3 separate regions of the Gossypium arboreum genome follow, and regions 1 and 3 are each linked to region 2. The links are chromatin contacts, called in public Hi-C maps. All regions are on one chromosome and are shown on one strand. The core of a region is the stretch at or near the end of the contact, and the rest is flanking DNA. Distances in the headings are between cores, read along the strand shown. Region 1 holds the start of LOC108486208 (methionine S-methyltransferase-like). Region 2 holds the start of LOC108486676 (O-fucosyltransferase 13). Region 3 overlaps LOC108486087 (protein REDUCED CHLOROPLAST COVERAGE 3).

The links. A called contact is a pair of places that touch in the nucleus more often than the background predicts.
Region 1: a contact with region 2 is called in a Hi-C map of leaf, with 3 times the contacts expected there. The contact joins the promoter of LOC108486208 here to the promoter of LOC108486676 in region 2. A contact is called at or near these places in 2 of 5 Hi-C or Micro-C datasets (both in leaf).
Region 3: a Hi-C map of leaf shows a contact between it and region 2, with 3 times the contacts expected there. The contact joins the enhancer-like site here to the promoter of LOC108486676 in region 2. A contact is called at or near these places in 2 of 5 Hi-C or Micro-C datasets (both in leaf).

The regions. Positions count from the first base shown.
Region 1 is chr6:66,359,434-66,363,387 of ASM2569848v2, forward strand. It overlaps LOC108486208 (methionine S-methyltransferase-like), which reads right to left and starts at 2,091. Exons shown (of 11, transcript XM_017790114.2): 1 at 1,560-2,091; 2 at 1,137-1,330; 3 at 827-1,033. The coding sequence starts at 1,773.
Region 2 is chr6:66,949,596-66,953,592 of ASM2569848v2, forward strand. It overlaps LOC108486676 (O-fucosyltransferase 13), which reads right to left and starts at 2,701. Exons shown (of 6, transcript XM_017790849.2): 1 at 2,391-2,701; 2 at 2,221-2,300; 3 at 1,730-1,800; 4 at 1,551-1,639. The coding sequence starts at 2,503.
Region 3 is chr6:67,880,392-67,884,739 of ASM2569848v2, forward strand. It overlaps LOC108486087 (protein REDUCED CHLOROPLAST COVERAGE 3), which reads right to left. Exons shown (of 23, transcript XM_053030101.1): 23 at 2,485-4,300. The coding sequence ends at 2,711. Among protein-coding and RNA genes, the nearest start is that of LOC128294142, 16 kb to the right of the region's middle. Within about 2 kb of position 3,005, at least 1 of the 2 cell types and tissues checked has an H3K27ac peak or open chromatin away from gene starts, as enhancers often do. A contact at or near this core is called in leaf, where this site is marked.

The sequences.
Region 1 (3,954 bases), core at 841-3,340, 590 kb before region 2:
AGGCCTTCAGCCTTAGACTCATGTCCCTATCATTGCTTTTACTCTTCTAAAAAACCAATAAGCTTTGGAGATCATTCTCCTGGTTATTCCACCTAAGACCTAAAACAATCCTATTAAGCGTACTAAAAGGGGTCTACTAGACATTTAACTAATTTAATAGATTTCCAGATGAAAGTTGATCAAACAGAAATAATTAAATGCAACGACACTACAAACATCCAGCCAAAATTCCAAGCATTTTCCAATAACATTAACTTACATCCCTACTAGATGAATTATAAGTTTAAGCTGCTAATATGAATTTCTGATGTTCAACTATCTTGATAAGCTTACAAGCTGAATTGACAGGATCCAATCACTGGAGATTTCTAAATCAAAGGTACCATACAATAAGTCAGCACATTATTCCAACTCTTTTAATCAACAAGAGCAGGGAATAACCCTAAATTTCTTTGGAAGTGCACCAGACAACATGTCTTGGTTATAAGTAAAGTTTACAGTCCAGAGGAACCTTAATCATAACCACAACTATCCATTAGCATTTAGTCAGATATCTGGGCTTGTAGCACATTATTAAGATTCTAACCCACTAAACATTAATTAGTGTGGAACCAATAAGGTGTCATCCAACCTGAAGTGCACAATAATTACTCAAAGAGTGTAGAAATTCCTCGCTTGCATTTTCCGTGATCATTTTGGACATGGCCTCTGGATTTGGATTAAGAATCTGGAGAAAAAAATTAGAGGAAGTACTGTGGGCCTGGGGTTTCATGTAACTTCATTATTTACTATATTAAACCATATAAGTTGACAACTGTGACAATACCTGAGGTATGCATCCAACAATTCGTTCAAGTTTAATATCATGTTCCCTACAATAAGATAGCAGATCAGATTCATGAAACTCCACCCTATCCAGTAAAGTTTTCTTTTCTGCATCATATATCGGTTGGCCTTTCTCATCAAAAGCATTCATGTATAAGTTTATGCAAGAAACCTTCACAGCTCTTGGATTTATATCAAGGCCATAAACCTGCAGAGTTTAATTCAGGCACATAAAAAGATTCATAACTCGGATTGAATACCTAAATTGTCCATGCATAAGGAAAATGATAGGGTACAAAAAGAAAAAACACCTTAGCAGGCAACCATTTCTCAGCAATGGCTATAGTTATCCATCCATTTCCACAGCCAAGCTCAGCAACTGTCTTTTCCTTGAAAATGGAATCTGGGTGTCTATTGAGTCCTTCATAAAAGGTAAATGACCAGTCTTCTGGCATAAAAATGCTAGGGATCATCATCATTGTCAGTTTCTTCCTTCCCTGATAGCCTGAACATAGTGCAAAATATGTTCACTATGAAGCACGACAAGCATATCACAGGCTATTTATAAGAAAGTTAACCATAAGTAAAACAGATGGAGCAGAAACCACTGCTGAATACAATGGGATTTAGTGTCCGTACAGTGTATGTGTGGGCCTGTAGGCAACGAAAAAGAAAAAGAATCCAACCAAAGACTACAATCGCTAGATTCTGTTGCTTGAATTATATATTCTTACCTTCATACCGATCCAAGTAAATGTCCTGTATCCGGAAATGGTATCTGTGGAAGCAATCATCGGAGGAACCGACCCGGGATTGAAGATCCGAAAGGAAGACCCGGGCTTCAGTGCGGGTCTTGGGATCCTCAAGCTTCTCCAGAAGCGATTTGAAGGCAGCGTAAGCAGCATCACCTGACTGCTGGCACTGCTTCAAAAATTCCTCCAGAGTCATTTCCCCCCGCGCCCAAATTATTTTCTACTCTTTTTTTTTTTTTTTTTGTGTGTGTGTGTGTGTGGCAATATCAGCTGACAGATAACAAATATATAATACTGAATGGTAGCATTAATAAAACACGAAAAATAAAACGAAAGAAATGAAGAACTTTGGGATTTTTGAGTTTTATCCTATTTAATCCCATCATCCTCGTATTCGAAACTACGAAATACGATTATCAGGACGTCCTGAGTGTGAGAATTAGACTAATATCTTTTCCTGGTCATCAAATGATAAATTATATTGTACATCACCTTAGAATAGAATTGATTTCATTTTAATTTTTTTTATCGAATTAATCACTCTCAATCAAAATTTCTTTAATCCACTCACAAATTACTCGGGTGATATTTTTTTACCTTTTACTAAAATTAGGGATTTTTCAATAATTATTCTAAAATACTTTTTATTTTTGTTTATTTGAAAGATAAAAATTTTAACGGCGGCATCATCAATATTTTAAACCTCTTTAAAAAGAGGGAATCCAACATAAATGACAACTCTATCACTAGATTCAAATGAGGAATGTCACATTTCATGGCCGAAGTAACTCAATCGACTTTGTTCATTTTCTTGATAATTAAATCAATAAACATGCCATGTATCTTAAATTTCAAATGATATGAATGAAATGCACATTCACAATAAGATCAAATGGGCTCACTCAAATTGACCTAAGGTTATACAAGGTCAAACACGGAGTCAAGATATGAATCCCAACTCAAATTATCAAATGGGAGGATTGTGTCTCGAGATAGGGAAGCCATGTCTCGAGACACGCATCTTTTATTTCGAACCTCTAACTTCGTAGTATGTTGTCTTGGGGCAATTGGATTCATATTGGGATCTAGTACCCTTAGTGTCGTATTTTTGTTTATATGTACTTGTATTTTTTAAACAAGTTGGTTTAATAAAATATCCATTAATTTTATTAATATATTTTGTATATTGTCCTTAACATTTTTTGCACACAATGCAAAATGAAAGTAAATATTGACTTAATGATTATCTATCGTTTAACTAATACTAAGAAGTATTATGTGGTTAGATCATAATGCGGAAATACAACTTACATTAGTAGTAAACATGTAGTCAGTTTAATTAGAAATGAACAAACCGATTAAAAGACTAATATGTCGTCTATCAAGTCCAATTGGAGAGATATATTGTCTTAGGTATCGAAAGTGGATGACTCCTAAAAGATAGAAACATAGATGTGACCAATTGGATTGATAGTACATGAAATAGGACCCAAATAGAATAGATCCTAGATTTGTTTATGGATTCATTCACTTGTGATGTTCATAGTGTGACATACCTTAATTTTAAATGGATGATAGACTATATATGCGTGACTCATACACTTTGATGTAAATAATTCTAAACCGAAAGTTAGTACATTGTGTATACGACTTTTATAGTATGTAGCATCATTCCACGACAGTGGAATTCATAGCCTAATAAACGATAAATGATAAATGATATCCTCTCATCGACATTACATGATAGATGAAAAGTAGAAATGGCCACCGGTCATTTGTCTTTGTGATAAATTATTTGATCATTATTTGATAGTAATTGACTTTTCATTAAGAAAAATGTAATGATTACCATGAGATAAAATAGGATCATATTGAGAGAACAGATTTATCTCAAAAGAGATTAAGGATATCATGTGAAGGCAACACACTTATGACAAGGTTATTGGACGAGTATTTATTGAGTAGCTTTTCTAATTATAAATAATAAGGGAGAGCTTAGTCATGATATTTTAGTGGGACGACTTCGTGACTAAATAATGTTGTAAGAAATAGACATAAATGTGGAACTTAATTACAAATTATTTGAGCCTTAATTATATATTTTCAATCGGTCTTTTCGCTAGCTCAAGACAACCAGAAACGAATTGCAGATAAAACCAATAATATGAAGTGAATAACCATGGGGGTTAGGTCAGATGGCAAGGGTCTCCCCTACCTTATTTAGTGAGGTCGATGTTTCGATCATCACATTACTTATGGAGCATCTTTAAAACTTGTGGCCAGTGTTTACCCCCTCAATGGGCCTACTAAACATGGAGGATTAGTCATCGGGTTTGCTTCAATGGATACTTAGGGGAACAAAAAAATATATGAAATG
Region 2 (3,997 bases), core at 1,451-3,950:
GTGTTAACAGTAACACATTTGAATATGTAAAAGTTCAGCTCTAATTTTAACTAAGTTAGAGTTCAGGTATTTTGTTTAGCAATTTGTTGCTGAAGCAGTTACACACTAACACTGTAGTGTAAGCTTTTGGTGATCAATGATTTCCAGAACTAGAAAATGTTCTCTCTTTCTCAAACTTTCTATCTTCTTTCTCTATTAATCCTTTGAATCTTGAAGAGAATTTCAACTTTCTAACAGGTAGGGAAGTGTTGGCAACCTTGACAAAGAAACAATAGAACTCATCTCTCTTTCTCAAACTTTCTATCTTCTTTCTCTATTAATCCTTTGAATCTTAAGAGAATTTCAACTTTCTAACAGGTAGGGAAGTGTTGGCAACCTTGACAAAGAAACAATAGAACTCTAGAAGCACATAATATTTACATAAAGAATTTATGATTGGACAGTTAGATATAGGTTCATTTTCCTGAAAAAGAAAATTCGGTTTCTTGAACGAGAACATTTGTCCACTCCAGCTTCAATAATAAAGCTTTAATTAAATTCTTCCCCATTTCAGTAGTTCAGCAGTTCAGGAACTCAAAGTCAAGCAACATGTGAGCCACTACTAAGTTCATCTCTTGGCAACTAACAACAAATTCTCAAAAGAGAATAATACAAGCAATTTATCAAACCTAACCACAAACATAAATTTGACAAAGGAAAAGCAAATTATGGATGATAACAACATAGAACAGAGCCAGCATAAGCGTCTGGAGGATGGGAAGACATGGCTAGTAACACTAATCCCCATGACTACCATTATATTACAGTCAATCAGATGCTGTGTAGGTTCTCATTTTGCTCTTCTTTTTTTTCCTGTGTAATCTTAACTTCAATAAGAAAATTACAATTAGTAGAATTATATCATAGGGTATTCACTACAAGCACTATAAAGTTTAACAATACCTAGATCTCTACTGCCTTAACATGTGTGAAACTCTTCAAAGTAATTTAGAAATTACAGGATCCCTCAAATTTCACTTTATTTGCCAAAAAAGAAAAAAAATTAAAAATTATTTAAAATATGTATAAGAAAAAAAAGGCATAATTATGGAAGATTAAACAGTTTAAATTTAGTTAGACAAAATTACTTAAAAAGATATCTTGAAGAGAACAAAAGTGTAGACAGTTGTAAATGTGAAAAGTGATAGTTTATTTTGAACAATAGTAATTTTTAGTGAGTTTTGTCTTAAAAATAGTTAAAAGTATTTAATTATCATTTTACGTTTTATGATTAGTGGGTGGTTTTTAAAATGCGATTTGTATTTTAACTGTTAGTGACGTTTTAAATTTTGTTATTTATCTTTTTTTAATTAACTAAATTATGTATACTTTTACTTTTTTTTTTAATTTTTAAGTAGGGGTGTTTTAATAAAATTTTCAATTGAATTGGTGACTGATTAACTTGTGACAACAACTAAATCAAAAACTTTATTATTAGTAGCAATGCCAAGAAAAACCTACCCTTGAGTTATCACGAGTAGCATATATGAATTCCAAGAGGCACAATTTACCTTGATTCATTCCAATATGCAGCCACCTCAAACTTCGGCAACACCAAAGTAGCATTTAGTAAACGTGCAATACCAACGCCGTCACAGAACTGCCCTCGCCAAGAAAAATATCTGATGTTTAGTCCAAATTAATTTATATTAGAAATTATTTAAAAATTTAAAAATAGCTATACGCTCACATCTCTTCTCATCTGATTGAGGCCACCATAGCAATCGACACGGATAAAACCATTACTCTTGGCTGGTAGAGCTGCAGGAATTCAACAACAAAAAAAAAACCAATGCAAATGTCTGCAATGATAGCCATTTAAGAACAAAAAAGATTGACTCAGAATGTCAAAATCTAAACAGAAGGCCTTTAACCTAATCCAAACCCCACTTCCCACCCTTCTAAAACTTTAATTCCCTAACTATACCCCTTTCCATGTACACCTATCAAATCTACATCAAACAAATCAATAAACTTCAAAAACTTTAATAATAATAAAAACGAAATACAATGTTTCCCCAGTTTTTACATGAAAAACTTTTAAAAAGCCCGTTTCCAAATACCAAAATTCAGTCCTCTTCTTCCTCCCTGGAAGCTAAGACATGTATTAAAAAAGGCAACAAAGCTAATAATGCATGAATAATAAAAGCCAAACAATAGACGGGTATAGAAAATACTAACGAGTTAAGTGAGATTGAAGCCACCACTTGCATGGTCTCCATTCCACAATTCTCTGGACACTCCATATATCCGATTTGGCACTGAAATTTTCCCCAAATCAACGAAGATTTATCTTAAATTAATGACATACAGTGAAAATGGGATCCGTAGAGAGAGACTGGATTAGTAACCTGGTAGAGTCCGAAGACTTTGAAGGCGCAACTGGCGGCGAAGGATAGATCAGAACGACGGCCAAGAATAACGAAAGTGTCGAGATGATAACAAACAATGGCTTCACCCTCATTTCATGCAAAACTAAAAAAGGGAAAAGGAATTTTTCACTATGACTTTTTTAGATCAGATTCAACTGGATTTGTTCCTTCTTTAAAATGTAATTTCCGACCGGGAAAAAAAAAGGAAAGGAATTATTGGGTTTTGAAAGTTTCAGAAGAAAGTGCATATAAAACCCCTTAAGCGATTGAAGTCATGATTGAAAGGGAAAATTCATGGGTAAACTACCGGTTAATCCCTCTAAAATGGAGTTTATTCCTATTTTGGTCATTTCCTTTTTTTTTAATTTGATCATTACTGTTAAAGAAATTGATCAAATTAATCATTCCATCATCAAATAATATTCAATTGCTGACAGTGCACTAACATAATTTAAGAATTTTTTAATTGAAACAATAAAATAAAAGATGCTGTTAAGTTATTTTATATTCTTTTAATGAAATAAAATAATCTTAAATTCTATCAATTAATGAAAAAAACTCATTTTCAATAGTGTATTAACTAATATATATATATATAGCCATCAATATTATATATAAATATTTGAAGGAAAATAACAAAGTTGACTGACAATATAGGTTTTATCTTGTTGATTGATTTGATTATATGAAGGGAAAAAAAAAAAAAAAAAGCTTTGTCACAGTGGTTTTCTTCTTGTTTAGCACCTAATTATCTACACATCACCTTTATCATCATTATTTAATCCAATTAATAACTAAAGAGATCTGCTAGTCTTGTAATTAAAGACTGATTATTTCTTTATATAATTCATCAACTCTTCTTTTCGCATATAGTTTTTATTTGATTAGTTTTCTACTCACGGGAAATTTTAAAATAAATAAAAACCCCAGAATATTAATTTGGTCGAGAGAATATAGAATATTTTAATAGCACATTTTATTTAATTGTTTCAATGAAAATTTATTAAATTATGTTGAGAATGATCTAAGACGATTTGAGGCGAGATCGATCTAGCCTGAGCTTGAGATAAATTTGATTCAAAGTCTAAAAAAGCCTAACTTTATAACTAAACAACCATAATAAGCATTAATAATTAATATAATTTTATAATATTATTTAAATTATAAATAAATAATAATTCTTTATTTTTTAAAATATATTCAAAAGCATTGCATATGTATATTAAAATTTTGTTAATAGGAAAAATAATTAATAATAATTGTTTATGTTAAATTATAAAGTGAAATAAAATTTTAAAAACATTAATTTAATATAAAATATTTTTAATACTATAATATACATGTATAATAAATTTATAAAATTAATAATTATTAAAACCTATAAAATTTAACTTTAATGATAATATAATAATATATTATATAACTATTACGAAACCGAAATTGATTAATTAACTGACCTTAAAACGATATATTAAATTAGTATATTGGTAATACATAAAATAATATATATAATATATTATAATATATTACATTACTATTACATAAAATAATATTATAATATTTAATTATTTATGCATATATATATA
Region 3 (4,348 bases), core at 1,755-4,254, 930 kb after region 2:
TTATCTATTATCTTATGTTGAAAAAAGAAAAGATAAGATGGTTGAAAGAAGGCCCCATGTTTCAAATCGAATATAAGGCTATTGAACCTTATATCAAGGGTTATGGTTGAATGGTTTGATATAGAGATTAGGCATAATATTTTGAGAGAAAATATTGTTCATATTGGGAATTAATATGTAAGAGTTCTTCTATCATTATCAGATAATTATGAAAAGCACTTACTAAGTGATTGAGAGAGCAAAGTGTACGAATCAAACTAGATCATACAAGGTGAGGCTGCAACTTAGTGAAATGGGTTGGGCTCAAGTCATTATTCTTTGTACTATAAAGATTTTAGTGGTTTGGTTCACTAAACAAAGCTCCACAGAAGTAAATTAAATCCAAATAGCATAAACATTTCTTATATTGCTATTTTATTGTAGTTGTGTTATTCGTTGTGCCGACAACTCTTCCCAGAACTAAGACAAACAAATTTTTAAGTTGTTTTTAGAAGCCTATAATTTTAGGGATATAAATCAAATTAGATTTATACGAAATGATTAAATAATTGTGGGGGTGGTTGCTGCGTTTTATTTATTGTGTTCAATCTATATTTTTGTTATGTTGGTACAGATTATGACTTTTGCTTTGAATTTTGCCCTATTGCCCTGCATCTTATCTTTGTTTGGAAAGATTCATGTACTTTCCTTGACCCGAATAAATGTTGGTTGATCATTTCACATGTTGTGCTTTGTATACGTGTTCTTTACTATTGTAGCTTTGTGAAAAGATTGTAGATTATTTTTTGTTGGTAGGTAAAATTCATATCCATGCCAAGAGTGCTTTTTGGTTGCATTTTTCTTGATGTGATTGAATCATGGAGGTTTACAACTTTTTCTTAATGATTGGAACATTCACAAAAAGCATGGAGTGTATTAGTTATGAAAGATGAACCTATTCTGCTCTATTTATTTTATCTCAATGAGAATGAAAACTTATATGTACGTATAATATTTTGTAGATTTTAGATTTTTTTAAAATCAGATTTATAATAAAACATGAATTAGTATTAATTACAAAAGATATATTTTGTAATTCAAGTAATTTAAAATTTTGAAGTGCTTTAAAATTCAAATCTTAATTTGGTGATGAGTTTTATGCTTGGACATGAGATTCATTTTATATATATTATCTTTATTGTAGTATTTTTTTACAATTTATAGAAAATATTTATTTCTATAAAAGTTGTTAAAATCTTAAAATTAGATGAAAATTGAAATAAAACTTGAATTATCCAAATAATGAATTTGAATGGATTTAAATTTAGAATTTAAATATTTTAATTCCAAAATAAAGAATCTAAAAATCATAAGAAGCTCTCAAACTTAAAAAAAAAAAAATTAACTCTCTTCTCTCTTTTTTTCTTACACTTAATCAGTTACTTGAGTTTTCAAAATGTATCAAAAAGGCCCTTAATTTTTTTCGAAAAAAGCATTTAAGCTCCACTTTTTTCACTCAATTGAGTACTTAAACTGTCAAAATGCATAAAAAAACCCTCAAACTTTTTCAAAAAAAGCAATTAAGTCCCTACTTTTTTTTTGGCACTCAATTGGTACTTTAACAATTAACCATTAGAGTTAATTGTCCTTAATTTTTTCAATTAAAGCCACAACATGTCATAATCACGGTGTGACATGCAAAAAATATAAAAATAAATATCAATAAAAGTTATAAAATTTATTAAATTTTAATAAAAATATAAAATTATTTAAATTTTATTAAAATTTAGAAAATATATATAAATCGTAAAAATATAAAAAATTGTAAAATTTTATAAAATAATAAAATTATAAAATGCTTCAAAAAACTCTTTAACTATTAACTTTAACACTTTAAATACCTTCAGCTTTTTTCAATTAAAACCATTACGTGTCACAACACAATATGACATGTGATGAAAAATGATAAAAAATAAAATTCAAATAAAGTTATAGAAAAATTATAAAATGATTCTTTTAGTACAATAATTTTTATAATTTTTTACAAATTTTATATTTCTTTACATTTTTATAATTTTCTTATGACTTTATTAAATTTTATAAAAAATTATATTTTTATTAAAATCAATAATTTTATTACTTTTATTAATTTTTATTTTTTATATTTTTTCCGCATGTCACGTTGTGGTTGTATGAGGACAAAAAAAGCCTTATTTTTTTTTTTTGAAAAAGTTTGATTAGCTTTTTAACGCATTTTGAAAATTATTAGGTGTAAAAGAAAAAAACACAAAAGCGTAATTTTTTTTTTTTAAATTTAAGGGGTTTTTACATTTTAATTCAAATCATAAATATGAAAATCATCAATTTCAAATAAAAATTTTAAAATCTAAATATTAGCTACAACAGTTATGGGAACATATATATGTTGTAAATTTGTTCATTGCCGGACACAGTATTTCCATAAAACTACAAAAATCTCCAAAATGAAAAATTGAAGTATGAAAATTACGAATTGGCCTTTTTATTGATCAAACAAAATCTCTAAACAAGAGAACCAATTTGCAGAGATTATTAGCATAATACCAAGCTGTTCTCAAAATTAAGTAGGAACTAAAGAACCAGGCTTCACTCCAAATTGCTTTGTTAATATGGAAGCAAGGATATGATAATAAATAAAACTGGAAATGGAACATGATGACACTTACACTGTTATTTTCCTCAGGTTATTTCTTCACCTTGCAGAAGCACATATGGATTGCTGATTATATAGCCCAGTGACTACATTAGTAAGCTGCTGCCTGTTTTTCCGCCGTTTCTTTACAACTGTAAAGCCTTCGCCATCTCCGGGTTTCTTTTTATTTTCATCCAACGCTTTTGGTTCTTCATTGCTACCGGATTGAGAATCCAAGTCCTTTCCTTCATTCCCATATAGAAATTTTATTATTGCAGTGTCTCTTGTAACTGCATCCGAAGAGTTTTGGGAATGGTTGAGCCTTTTGTCATTGATTAAAGCCTCACATGCACCATCCATGTTCTGCTTGGCGGACCGGACAATGAAGCTAAGCAAAATCTGCCTTGCGAGCTCAGATTTCTCCTCCGCGCTGCTCTTTTTTGGATTAGAACCGTTAACTTCCCTACTCGACTTCTTATCAACTTCCTTCACTTCTGTGTTCATAGCTTCTTCAGAGACACTCAAATCACCAGTTCCAGTCATTTGCCAAATTTTGCTTGGAACGAACGCAGGTGCATGAGGGTTCATAACTCTCGGAGATCCAAATCCATTTTGTTCCAAAATAGGAGTTTGGTATCTAAGAAAGCTACCGTAAGAATTATTGTTTGTGTAAAACAATGTCGACCTTGGCCCGCAAGGAACTCGAGCAGCAACTGGAGGTACAACAGGCTCAGCAAGCATGCCTTGACTAGCTGTTACATCATAAACACATGTAACAGAAACTGAGTTTAACGGGTGATAGAGTGCTCCGGGATTGAATGGTTCAGCTGATGCCGATAGCTTACTCCCTTTTGCTTCTAAACCTTTTTCCTGACTACAAGAAGACACCTTATCAATTTCAGGAGCAGTTTCTTCCGACTGACTTTCAGTATCATGAGTTCCTTCAGTTTCATCATTGTCATCCACTACATCATCGACAACAGAGATGTTGTTCCCATCCTCTACATTTGCTGTCTCGGCGCACATTGACTGTTCCATTTTTCCCTCACTTGGTTCCAATAATGGCTTTAGAACTGTACCTGGAGGTGCCGCAGCTACTTCTTTGTAAGAAAGTGATTTTGAAGCAATGGCACTAAGATTTGCTGAAGGGGAGGAACCTCTGGAAACAGAAGCAGGTAAACCAATTGAAATCCCTCTAGGATTCAAGCTGGAAGACTTAGATTGCTTTACTGTTTGCATTTCCTTTATAATGTTCTTCGGGACAGTTTTTCCTGCTGGTGAGATAATGTCTCGCCTACTCCCACTCTCTCTACCATTTGAATATTCACAACCATTCACCTTTAGCTTTGCAAAAACTGGTTTCTTCCTTCCATACTTCTTTCCAGTGGCATTTCCTGACCGACCTTTCGAATTGGCTTCTTGCCACCCTTCATCTGAAGTTGTATCTTCAACAACTTCAGTTGTAACAGTTGGCTCAATACTATAAATATTATCGGTTTCTTCTGGTTCTTCGGGATGAATAGAAGACAGGGTACCTATTTCATTAATATCCACAGTTGCCGTAGCTTTATCTGTTGCATCAACAAACACAGCACCATCTGTTTGTAAGTTGTTACGTGTATCATGGGTTTTATCACTAATCTGTAACACCTGCCAAGTTAGAAAAAAAAATGTCAATGTTATATGTCAAGCAGCATA